Regions from separate parts of the Mus musculus genome. Here region 2 is linked to region 1. A link is a contact called in public promoter capture Hi-C data. All regions are on one chromosome and are shown on one strand. The core of a region is the stretch at or near the end of the contact, and the rest is flanking DNA. Distances in the headings are between cores, read along the strand shown.

Region 1 (6,427 bases), core at 1,125-3,624:
ATGGAAGCCGAACAATGTTCTACTCAACGATAACTTGTTCAAGGAAGAAATAAAGAAAGAAATTAAAGGCTTTTTAGAATTTAATGAAAATGAAGACACATCATACCAAAACTTATGTAACACTTATGTAAACTTATGTAAAGAAAGCAGTGGTAAGAGGAAAATTCATAGTTCTAAGTGCCTCTAAAAGAAAACTGGAGAGAGCTTACACTAGCAGCTTGGCAGCACACCTGAAAGCTCTAGAACAAAAACAAGCAAATTCACCCAAAAGGAGTAGACGGCAGGAAATAATCAAACTCAGGACTGAAATCAAACAAATAGAAACAAAAAGAACCATACAAAGAATCAACAAAACCATCAGCTGGTTCTTTAAGAAAATCAAAAAGATACGTAAACCCTTCCTTAACCAGACTAACCAGAGGGCAAAGAGAAAGTATCCAAATTAATAAAATCAGAAATGAAAAGGGAGACATAACAAAGTATATCTTAAAATAATTACAGTTTGTTGAATATTAACAGTTGAAAATAGTAAAATCATGTTCTACAAACATCATGGAAATATTATTGATAATTTTTCTCTCTATGCTAGAACTTAGCATTTTCTTAATGTTTCACTTCAAAAAGTTTTTGCTATTTTGAAATTTTTAAAATATACTTACTGATAAAGTAATTTCTCTCTTAGAAACACTGATAATCTTTTTAAAGTAAACTGATTGTTAGACAATGTTCACAGATATATAATGCATTTTAAATACTCTCTCACTATGTCAGGTGCTATCATATAAGGGCTTTTGAATATATTCCTTAATGATTCATTTTTAATATTTTATGCTCTTTTACTATGCTTAATTACAATAGAATATTTTGTATGTTTTGAAACAATTTAGTATTCAATGTTAGATATAGGATCCTCAGTTATGGATAGTATTAAATATTCATTAATGATATTTTTAGGATATGAATATAAAAGTTGAACAAAATTTTATGTATTATTTGATTCTCAAAATACTCCATAATATTAATATGTTTGATGTATAAAGTGCATTTAAATAATACAAAAAATTATGAAAAAAACAAATAAACAAAAAACAACCAAATCAAACCATCCAAACAAAAACTCCAAAACCAAGACCAACTAACAGACCAAGCTTTCCTCTTTATTTGCGCTGTGTCTATATTTATTAGGATTGTGTCCCACTGTGAGAACATGAAATCTAGGAAGATCAGAATTCTATCAGGGACCTGATTTCTTTTATCCTTCTGTCCAGAGTTCCTCATGGCCTCTTGGTCACAACACAGCTACTTTAATCTCTAATACCAAGCTCACAGTCCAGACAGGAAGAGTGAGAGGATCAGCTGAGTCTCTATCTACTTTAAGGAGACACAGAATTTTTACTAGAAAAAAATCTACAACCTTCCCCCAAACTGGGCAGAACAGTATCACCAGAGTTCATTAACTGCAACCAAACAATATGTTTTTAGCTTAGCCTTTATTTCTCCCAATATCATCAGATTTATTTAAGTAAGAGACATAGAAGTAGGGCTGGAGGGATGGCTCAGCTGTTAAGATCATTAACTGCTCTTCCAGAGGTCCTCAGTTCAATTCCAAGCAACCACATGGCGGCTCACAACCGTCTGTAATGAGATCTGATGCCCTCTTCTGGAGTGTCTGAAGACGGCTACAGGGTCGTCATTTAAATAAAATAAATCTTCTCTTGCTGTTCTTAAAACAGGGTCTCACTTTGCTGGCTGGCCTCAAACTCACGTTCTAGGCTAATTTGAATTTGTGGCGATCCTGCTGTCTCTCAGATGCTGGAAGCCCCGTGCACCATCACACAGGGCTCTTTAGCCCTCTTCGCCAGTTTCATTTCGCTTCTGTGGCACTTTAGCTTTCGGAGGAGCTCTCAAACCCTTTATGCCCATCCCACGTTTTTTGTGGATAGTGGTCCTGAAATAGGATCACCTTGCAAAACTTAGCTTTGGGTTTCATTCTTTTGACTAGCCAGCAGGACTCCGATGGAAGTTGCCTCCAATCAGGCCCCTTGTCACAGTGGTTCTCCATAAGCTCTTTAGGCATTCAGATCCTCTGCCGGGACCTAGTACAGGTTCTGGGTTTTGGGTTTCTTTATGCCCCGTGTCCCTGTGCGGAGAGAATGGCTTTGGCCGTCCTCCTCTCACACAGAAGCGCTCTGATCCGGAAGCTCAGATCTGGGGGTATAGAGGAGCGACGTTCTGTCTCCGAGCACCTCCGCGGTTCTCTGTCGCCCCCTACCGGTGGGTAGGTGCGCTGCCGCTGCGCGGCAGGAGGGACGCGCTGGAGCTCAGGGCGCAGGCGCAGGCGCTCGCGCTCGCCCGGGTCCTCGGGCGGGCTTGCGGTTCTGCGCGTGCGCACGGGCGGAGGCGCGCCGAGGACTCGCTGGAGCGGGCAGGTGGAGGGAGGAGTGGTCCCGGGAGTAACTGCCAGCAGTTGGTGCGCCACAGGTCCGGGGGCGCCCGCGTTCCCGAGCCTCGGAGGCCTGAACGCGTTCGGAACGTGGCTTTTTTTGTGCGGGGGCGTGACCTGAGCCCGCCTCCTCGGCTGGGAGTGGAGGAGAATGGGGATCGCTGAGGCCTTTAATTAATCTGGTGCCTGTTGTTTGTGTGCCCGAGGTGCAGCCTGTTTGCCTTTTGAGTTTGCAAACAGAGGGGAGGAAGCGGCGGGGTGGGGTGGGGGAGCAGGAGGGGAGATGGGGTCTTCCGGGCAGAGAGCCTAATCCAGCGAGGGCCGTCCTATTCCAGGGGGAGGGGAGGCCAGACACGACACGGGACACTGCTGCAAAAGGAAGGCCGCAGTAGGAACTGCCAGTGTTGCGCACACAGGCACACACTTAGAACAACAGCCTCTTGCTCAGTATTTTGCACTTTATGCAGAAGTGATTTTTTTTTACCTCTAGAGCGGCCCCACATGGACACTAACACGCGCTCACCACCCCCCTCCCCATATAGGAGATGACACATGGGGTCTCAGCACTCCTCTGCCCTCACATTTTGTCAGCGAAAGAAGGATGACAACCCGGAGGACTTGCTGGCTGATAGAGATCAGGAGGAAGCCATCGCTCAGTTCCCCTATGTGGAGTTCACTGGGAGAAATAGCATCACCTGTCACACCTGCCAAGGAGCAGGCTACATCCCAGCAGGTGAGACCATCGGCCATCACACGGAAAGCACTCTGGCATCTGCTCCAGCCAGCCCTCCATAGTCATAGCCCGCCCTGAATTGTAGCCAGCTCCGCTGCCCTGATAAATGGACAGACTCCAGGTTTTTTGTTTTTTGTTTTTTTTAAATCTTACACTCGGAACCCTTTCTCTTCTTCATTTCTACTCCTTTATTAATGCCTTAGTTTCTTTTCTGGTTGCTCTGATAAAATACTCTGACAATGGCAATTTAGGGGATGAAGGTTTATTCTGATTCACAGCTCCAGGTCACAGCTCCATCACTGAGGACAAGTTATACAACAGCAGCAATTTGAAATCGCTTATGTCACCTTATAGTCACAGCAAACAGCGAGCGAGGAGTGCTCGTACCTGGTTTCCCCTTCCCTATTCATTCAGAGATACAGCCTATGAAATGGGTGCCACCCACATTTAGGGAGGGTCTTCACATTTCAGTAAACCCAGTTAAGAAAATCACTCACAGACACGCCCCGTGGGCCGACCTAATCCCGTCTGTATCCACTGAGACATCTTCCTAGGCCACTCCGGGTTCCCAGCCCCTCTCTGGTTTGGAATGTTTATTTCTCTGCTGTGGGATCTGTTGACAAGGATGTTTCTCTATCGTTCTTGCTCATAAGGATGGCCACAGCATTGTGAAGGAGATATTCTAGCAGATCCTTTACAAACAAAGGCACCATGAGCAGTAGCCAGGGGTCAGCAGAATACCAGGGGGTGGGGAGTGACAGTCGGCTCAGGAGTGGGGCCTGGATTATCTGTAGCAACAGCTGCCACTAAGTTGACCCTAGGTGTTGGGGGAGTCACAGAGATTAGAGCTTTTAAGAACCTTACAAACCACACAAAGCTCCAAGTGAAAAGTGACAATGGCTTTGAGATGTTCCGAGACTTCGTCAAAGACAGCGAAGGCAAGAGCCCCCCAGCCTCAGTGCCGCAGCCCTACGGTGCTGGTAGAAGTTTTACAGTTTGTGGCGTTCTCCTTAGGCTAATCTGTTTCTTCCCCTCCAGCTTTTCTTATCCTGTCTCTACATTTACCCGTTCCTTCATCCAACCAAAAGTGTACGTTTTAGTGTCTAAGCCCAGCTGAATCTCAGCTGTGCCAGTTGACGGCGAAATGTGACAAGAAGAGGAAGGGCCACTCATACCTGGGGTTTACAGAATGAGTCTGTGTTTGCTGCTTTTCTAGAGCAAGTCAATGAGTTGGTGGCTTTGATCCCCCACAGTGACCAGAGGCTGCGTCCTCAGAGAACGTGAGTTGGCTGGCTCTCATCTGCCAATACCTTCTTCTGTTCCCAACTCCTCTCTATGAAAGAACACCAAGTAATCTTTGAGAAAGATGTCTGTTCTTATATCTGCCCTGTTTCCTTATTTTCTTTATCCACTAATTTATGATTATTACCTCATTATTTATTTATTTATTTATTTATTTATTTATTTATTGTGATACTAAGGCTTGAACCCAGGCCCTCTCACTTACTAGACAAGCACTCTTCCACTGAACGATAGCCTAGTCCTCCCCATTTCCCCTAGAACTTTTGCTTAAGTGAAATGTCTCTGTCTCGTGTTACAGTCTGGGCAAAGAAATGTGAAGCTAGAAACATCTTAAGGGTCAACTGAAAGGAAGGGGTTGGGGAAAGAGGCCGTCCTGGGAGATGAGCGGTGTTTAGGAGATAAAAGCACCGGTTTCTCTTTGGAGGGCGAATGGTGCTCAGAAGGGCTGAAGGGCCTTTTCTTGCCCCATTGCTCTGTGCCCAGTCTGTGCTTCCTGATTCTGTTCGCTTCCTTTCACTGCATCAGTATTGTGTCAATCAGGACCATTTAGGCTCCCGTATCTGGTATCTGACCGACCACGGTGACCCTGTGCTGTCGTTTGCAGAAAACAGTATGTCCTCCTGTCGGTCCTGCTGTGTCTCCTGGCATCTGGCCTGGTGTTCTTCTTTCTGTTTCCACACTCGGTCCTCGTGGACGATAACGGCATCAAAGTGACAAAAGTCACGTTTAATGAACAGGACTCCCTTGTGGTCCTTGATGTCACGGTAAGATGAACGGCCTCGCTTCCTGGCCTGCGCACTTGCCAGCCTTAGACCGGGACACTTACCTGGCGCTTCCTCCCTTGCCCTTCCTAGGCCACCCTGAAGATCAGGAACTCCAACTTCTATCCTGTGGCGGTCACCAACCTGTTCAGCCAGGTCCAGTACATGAAGGCTGTGGTCGGCTCGTACACAACCACGAATGTCTCACTCATTGCCCCTAGGAGTGAGCACCTGGTATGTCGTTGTTGATGGGCCTCTGCCCACGGGCTAAGGAAGAGAGCAGGTGCTGTGAGGATGCTGTGAGGATGCTGTGGGGATGCTGTGGGGATGCTGTGGGGATGCTGTGAGGATGCTGTGAGGATGCTGTGAGGATGCTGTGAGGATGCTGTGAGGATGCTGTGAGGATGCTGTGGGGATGCTGTGGGGATGCTGTGGGGATGCTGTGGGGATGCTGTGGGGATGCTGTGAGGATGCTGTGGGGATGCTGTGAGGATGCTGTGAGGATGCTGTGAGGATGCTGTGAGGATGCTGTGGGGATGCTGTGGGGATGCTGTGGGGATGCTGTGGGGATGCTGTGAGGATGCTGTGGGGATGCTGTGAGGATGCTGTGGGGATGCTGTGGGGATGCTGTGGGGATGCTGTGGGGATGCTGTGGGGATGGATGCTGAGGTTCCATCCCATTCCTCTCTTCTGCCCACCGAAGACCTGTAATGATGGACAGTTGGGAAGGGACAGAATTGGCTAACATACTTGGACAGTGAAAGAATTGATGAGAGAAAGAGAGTCACCAAATCAAGAGGAGGTGGGACTATAGCCTAAAGCCTGAGGCCCCTAGGGGAAGGGCCCCAAGGTTTTCATTTCAAGCTCCGAGGATGCTTTGTATGTGATGGAAGAGTGGCCCAGCACCTGTGGGTTGATCCCATTAATGCTGTTGTGAGAAGCTTGCCTGTCATAGGCTGACGCGGGTCTTGTTTTATTTTCAGGTGAATTTTACCGTGAAGGCTGAGGTGGGAGGACCGTCTTCCTATGTGTAGTAAGGACAGAGTTCTCTCTAGTACACTATCTGCCTGGAGAGAGTCAGAGTCCTCCTTGATTGACTGTGTCCCTGGCTCTGCCGTGAGCCCCAGATTTGGCCTGTGGACTCCCTAGCTTTATCTTCCTGTGGGGGTTTTGAGAGGAGATGTCATT
Region 2 (6,819 bases), core at 2,009-4,508, 640 kb after region 1:
TGCTTCCTCTCTCTAGGTCTCCACTTACTCATCGATCACCCCAACAGGAGGAGGAATATCTCTAAAGCCTCCCACAGCCCAGCGGACTGAATAGCAGAATGATTGCTATTGGGTTCTGCTGCTGTTGGTTGGTTGGTTGAATTTTTGAGATAGGGTCTCACTATGTAACCAAGCTGGCCTTAAACTCACAAAGCAGTGAACCTTGGCTTAGATTCCCAAGCGACGGGATCACAGGTGTAAGCTAATACTACTGCTGTTATTCCAGTAGCCGGTTTGCTGGCCACCTGCAACGTCTAGGATCCGGAGGGAGGACGCATTCTACATATTGACTGATGAATTTATTTTTACAAGTCTGTGGACCAGGTAACAGTACCCCACTTCACGGCCGAGTGACTCAAGAGCCCAGTAGCTTGCCCAAGATTGCACGGTTGGTTGTGGTTGGCAGGAGACTTAAATCCTGCCTGGACAATCAGATTCCAAAGCCTTTGTCCTGATTCCACTATCTAACATATTTCAGATGTCTGAAAGCTCTTTTTTTCCCTAGACTCTAGTTCTTGAAGGCCAGGCTCAGAGCCCCTCCTTGGCAGCTATCAGTTCTACTCACAGAGAGACCGCAATGGCCACCTCTATCACAAGATAGGATTCGACTCCTCTCCTGTCCCGTCCTCTTCCTCCTTCCCCTCTCTCCCTTTCCCCACCGCTTACACACACACCCCCCTCTGCAGGACCTCATGCCTAAGCGCTCACCCTCTGCAACACCAGTCCCAAACCACAGTCAGAACAACTGACTAGCAAACACTGTCTGAGACATGCCCGCTTCAGGGTTGCTGGAGACTTGGGGGTTAACTGGCTCTGGGACTCCACCCAAGCTGGATGGGGCAGGGCTAAGTTTCTGGAGAAAGCAGGGAAGGCTTACTAACTGCCCTGAACCAGAACTAGACCTGCAGACTTGGACAGGACATTTAATCTTTGATTCCTCCGTGTAAAACCGAGGTCCGGCTAACCCCTAGCTCCTAACTCCAGCACGGACCCTCTCGGACTGGCCTTCAGCTGCCCTTCCCAGTCCACGAAGCTTCCAGAGAATCCACACAGAGCTTCCCCTCTCAGCAGCAGGGGTGAAGAGGGGGCACTCTATCTCCCTTGGGGGCTTCTAAGAATAGCCCCCAGTGGGGGGGCGGCAGGGGGGCAATCCAGGCAACTTCCCTTGCTGGCCCCAGGAGCCCAAAAGGAAAATGTGAGTCACAGCAGAGGGATGGGGGAGAGGGATGAGAGACTGAAATAACCACACTCATTCCTATCTACCGTGAGAAAAAAAAATGGATGCCAAGGCTCTGGAGGCCACCCCAGCCTAGTCACTGCTCGGGGCGTCTCAGTGAGTGCATCAGAAAAAAAGTTCTTCCTTCGGACACAAGTGGGGCTGGACCTGGGAAGGGATTGCCCAAGGAGGCTACAAGCCCCTACTCCATGCAGAAACACTCACAGGCCCCACTGGGCACCTGAAGTGGTTCTCAGTTCTGAGACACTGCAGATGGGCAGAGAAGCAGAGTTTTCTCTACTATCCCAGGAATGTGGGGACCCCATGGGGTGGAACTGAAGCCAGGCACCTTGGTGAGGTAGGAGGCTGGCAGTTCCGGCCTCCCAGACCCAACCTCCCCCATCTATCAGGCACAGGGCTGGGCCCTGGGCGCCAGGCCAGCTGAGAGCAGAGAAGAGTCACACACCCACCTTCTGGCAAGTCTGACGGAGTTGGGGGGGGGGATACCACATCACTCCTGAGCATCTTCTCCCCCAGAAGAGCAGTTCACCCCAAACCCCCACTTCTCAGGCAACCAAGAAGAGAACCTAGGGCCTAGCTAGCACAGAAGGGTCTGTCCCTTTAAGAGGTCTGACAGTGCCCTGCGGGGACTCTGCTCCACAACAAACTAGCTATAAAGTTACTGTTAAAAAGGTATGTACTGTTCCAAGCAGGGAAGGGCATGAAGCCCAAGTACCCAGCTCCTCACCCCAGGAGCCCCAAGCAACTTTCTCTTTGTTTTTGAGGCCATGGTGGGCTACAGGCCACAGCTTCTGGCAAGGAGCAGAAAGGCCTTGCTTATGGAAGCTTTGCAAAACTACCTACAGCTGCTTCTTCGTAGGAGTAACAACAGGGCTTGAGTCTCAGAGGTTACCAAGAGGTCAGGGAGACCTGCACATGGCATGTCTACTGACCTAAGCCAAAGAGCTGAAGACTGGCCTGTGGTGACACACTACAGACCTGTTCCTCGTCAATGCTCACTGATACAAGTCCCAAGCAGAGGCTAGCCCGTGAAGCTTGGCCTGATCGATCTAGACATGGCTATATCGATACTGTGTCCCTCCATCAGCAAGTTCTCTTTCCCACCCTCACTCTGTCACACCTACCTGCTTCCAAAGGAAGGGGTCGCTGCTGTTGAGCTGCCAGGCCAAAATCAAATGCAGAGTAGAGAGGCCCAGGCCGCTGAGTACTGCGGCTCGCATGCGAATGGGAAGAAGAGTGTAGGTGATGTAGACGAAGAACACGGGGCACCAAAGGCCCGCCGAGGGGCTGTGTGGATTGGCTGCCAGGGCACCCCCGACTTGCACGGCTGCTAGGATGCCCAGGACCACATAGCTCACCACCCACATGGAGTCCTGGCGGAAGCTGTGTCGGTTACACACCACCATGAGTACCACAAAAAGGACAGAGGCACAGGTCAGCAGGGCCACGTAAGCAGGCTGAGGCTGGGCAGGCGCAGCGTGGAAAGTCAACAGTACAGCCATGAGCAGCACCAGCACCGCCATGAGCAGCGTGAGGCTGCTCTGGTTCATCTGGAAGAAGTACCGCTGGTACAGCCGCTCCAGCTTGGCAGAGCGGAACTGCTTAGACTGGAACACCTGCACAAGCCGGTGCCAGCAGGACGGACCGCTCCGAGGCGATGTATCCGGTGCCACTTCAGCTGTGCCCATCGGTGTGGTCACCTCAGTGTCGTCAAACCCCAAGGCCACTGACCGCAGCCCCAGCTCCACACCCCTGCCCGGGCCCGCCCTCCTGATGAAGGCTTCATCCTGCCAGGGGCACCGAGTGTGAGCTGCAGGAGTGGGGCTGGGTGGCTCCGCATTCTTGAGGCAGCTCATGTAGCGAGGTGCGCAGAAGCCACTGGCTCGATTCGCGTGGCGTGGGCGCTTCTGCCCATTGCGTTCCCCCCAAGCTGTTTTCCGTTCATCCACTTTGGGAACCAGGAGGCCACTAAACCATGACATGCTGCTGGGAGGAGAGACAGGGAATGGTATTAATACCACTGCGTGGCCACAGCCACCATAGTAGCCTGTGACCTGAGCGCTTCCTACAACTCTGGTCTTCATTCCCACCATCTTCCCCCCCTTCTCCCTCTTGCTCCAGCCCTGCTTGCTTGCTTCTCGTTGTGGATGGTTGTGAGCCACCATGTGGTTGCTGGGACTTGAACCCATGACCTCCGGAAGAGCAGTCAGTGCTCTTAACTGAGGAGCCATCTCACCAGTTCCCATTCCCACCGTCTTGATAAAACTGCCCCAGGAGAGGCAGCTGCACCCCCACTCAAAGGTAAGGAACACAGACACATGGAAAAGACCCAGCAACCATATAAGTAAAGGATCTGAGAGCTAAGTTTTTAAGAGCACTCCCCATACTTCTGAAGGACTCTGGTTCAATTCCTAGCACCCACAAAGCAGATCTTACAACTGTTTATGGCTCCAGCTCCAGGGGCTTTGACTTTCTCATGCAAACATGCATGAAAGCAAAACACCAATGCACATAAAAGCATATTTTAAAAAATTGAGCTGGGTGTGGTGGCACACGCCTTTAATCCCAGCACTCGGGAGGCAGAGGCAGGCAGATTTCTGAGTTCGAGGCCAGCCTGGTCTACAAAGTGAGTTGCAGGGCAGCCAGGGCTACACAGAGAAACCCTGTCTCAGAAAAGAAAACAAAACAAAAACAAACTACACACAAGCCTAATACATCTTGTCAACAGAATATGTTCTGCTGTGAACTGTTGATCGTTGACCTCTACACAAAAGGGATTCTTTCCATATCCTTCCTTCCTTCCTTCCCTCCTTCCCCCCTCTCTCTCTCTCTCTCTCTCTCTCACACACACACACACACACACACACACACTCTTCAGCAAACTAAATTCAATTTCTCCCACAGGTCACAGTTTAAACGTTACTTCCTCACGGAAAATTTCCCAGCCCCACCCCTAAGACTACGTTTGGTCCAGTTTAACCTCTGTTCATCTCCTCCACAGTACTTATTGCCATTATAATTAAATCATTTCTCGTTTAACGTACGCCTCCGTCCCGGGGACTACAAGCTTTGTGCATGTAGAAACTATACCTATTTTTGTCAGCACTTCATCTCCAGAGCTATTGGGGCTAACAGTAGGTGCTCAATAAACGTAGGAGCAAACAATAAGGAGGAAAGGAGGGAGGGGAGTGCGGCTCAGTGGTAGAATGCCTGTTTAGAACACACAAGGCGTTGGGTTCCACACTTAGTATCACAAAGAGCTGGGTGGAGAGCCGACAAGGAGAAAGAACATGAATGCTTTAGAGCAGTCCACATGGAATAACTAATAACCCAGCTAATTCTGACAGTCCAGGTCCCGTGTCTTCCTCATCACACCTGTCACACCAGCCTGTCTGCTGTTCCCCAGTATGCCAGGCTCTGCCCAGGCTGGTACCCTGGTACTTGCTGTTCCCAACTGGAATAGGAGCTCCTTTAGGTCACAGCCCAAGTCCCTTATCAGCTCTGCTCTCTCACAGCCTTTTAAAATAGCAACTCCCTTTCCTGGGGCTCCGTATCTCCCTCCCCAGCTTTATAATTTTTCTCTCTCCCCGCAGCTCTTATCAGCAACTGCCGTTCTATAATTTTCCTTTTTCTTATTTGCTCGTCGGCACTCCTAACAGCCGTGCCAACTTGGGAGAGCCAAAGATTTGGGTGTTTGGTTGTGTCCTGTGGTGCCCGCTGCTCCTCAACGTTTGCTGAGCGGATGGATGGCCGGCCACTAGCTATATTATATTTTCTCTCTGTCGTAAACTTCCAATATCTTTTCACATGCCTAATTTCATGTCTTCTTCACCAAAGGCCCGTGAAGCTTGTCCTACGGCCTCCCAGGGCAGATTTGAAAGAGAAAAACAAAAACAAACAAACAAACAAACAAAAAACGGAGAGCTGACATCCAGAGCAGTTTTCCATGTTTCACCCTGGTCGTAAAGACACCGGACAACTAAATCGGACTAAGATCCTACATTTTCAGAAAGAACACGCCTTGGACTGGGTGGATGACACCATGACAATCACCTTACCACGTCTCCCGGCTGAGCCCAGGTTGAGAGTGTGAAAGCCATTTACGCCAACCATAGACGACGCCACCATCAGAACCAAACTCCTCCATGCTTCAGGGCACCCTGAGGGGGCCCTTGTCCTTACACTGAGCTGGCAGCACTGACATTTGTACTCACTAGGGAACTAGAGAGAAGCTTACACAGCAACTGCCCCAGGTGGCCCCAGAGCCAGAGGCTTAGGAGGGATAACAACACTCCAAGCAGCTGCCCCGAGGAACCCAAAGCAGAAGGAAAGCCAGGGGCTTCTTCACACTCCATCTCTAGGTCTCCCTCAGCCACGTTCTGCCAGCGCCCCTACTACATCCACAGGGCAGCATGCCCTTCAACTTCTTAACACCAATAGCACCATCTTGAAGGACAGATCAGAAGTACAAGATTTCAGGTCAGGCTGGCATTTGGAAAAGGTCACCAAAGAAAGCCTGGAAGCAAGATCTTGGGCACAAGATCAGGTTTCAACTCTTAAAGTGACTTGTCAGCCTGCTGAGACAAGGGACAAGCTATCCACCTGTCTCCACCTCACCTGAAGTACGAGAGGGGAATGGTCCTGATGAGACTCCTTAACAATTCCCTGCCACGCTACACACTGTAAACATTAGTTCTCCACTATAAACATTAGTTCTCTCGCCGTACAAACCTTTGAATGCAAATCTCTGTCAGTGTCCAAGAGATGGAAAGACAACAGTCATGAGTAAGAACGTGTATCCCTCCAGCCAGTCAGATGCCTGCCTATCAGGCCCCATGTCCCCTGCTGTCAGTCTCCAGAGCTGCTGGAGACAGAACACAGAATGCAGATTCCCACTATGTCACACACACACACACACACACACACACACACCCCTCCCCAACAGGCTCCACACATCATGACATTTCTCTTCCGCCTCTTCCCATTCTCCAGTCCCCTTCCCCGTTCTTATCTCGCCACCACTACCACTGGCCCAGATCTCTATTCCCAGAGGACCTGTTTCTGGCTGTGTTCCCAGCCCCCTGGAAGCACATCCTTGCATCTGGCTCATACTCACAGAGGAAGGGGCAGACGCTATCAGGGAAACATATGACCCTTCAAGAACACTCTGACTCCCCAAGGGGATAACTCTGTAACTGTTCAACCAAATGACAAACGTCCCACCCTGGGCTCTCAGGCACTGCCCACCCTAAAGGACTCACAGGGCTCCTCTATGCCAACTTCCTAGAGCAAGAAAACAGAAGGCATTGTTCCAAGCCACAAAACTTCTATGTTCCCCGAATCCCCCTGTGCACACCGCATCTCTTTTCTGCCTCTGGGCTCTTGAGCCTTGTGCCTCTTGACCCCCTTCTCCCCTGAGTCCTTTGCTCTCTCTCACAGATGTGCTATTGCATATACAACCAGCTCCCACAACCAAATCATATCCACTCAGCCCCAAGTGCCATAGTCCCAGGGCCAGACCTCAAGTCCCTCCCAAATCCTGG

Evidence for each region. Promoter capture Hi-C pulls out the DNA fragments that hold promoters and counts their contacts.
Region 2: a promoter capture Hi-C map of embryonic stem cells shows a contact between it and region 1, with 4 times the contacts expected there. The contact joins the promoter of Adcy6 here to the promoter of Tmem106c in region 1. A contact is called at or near these places in 4 of 39 promoter capture datasets (the SN4741 cell line, embryonic stem cells, pre-B cells and 1 more) and 1 of 115 datasets of contacts at active chromatin or transcription factors (large pre-B cells).

What each region holds. Positions count from the first base shown.
Region 1 is chr15:97,961,855-97,968,281 of GRCm38.p6, forward strand. Tmem106c (transmembrane protein 106C) reads left to right here and starts at 2,375. Exons shown (of 8, transcript NM_001252153.1): 1 at 2,375-2,481; 2 at 2,986-3,176; 3 at 4,393-4,456; 4 at 5,083-5,242; 5 at 5,333-5,473; 6 at 6,223-6,272. The coding sequence starts at 2,996.
Region 2 is chr15:98,601,474-98,608,292 of GRCm38.p6, forward strand. It overlaps Adcy6 (adenylate cyclase 6), which reads right to left and starts at 3,259. Exons shown (of 21, transcript NM_001368413.1): 1 at 2,401-3,259. The coding sequence starts at 3,258.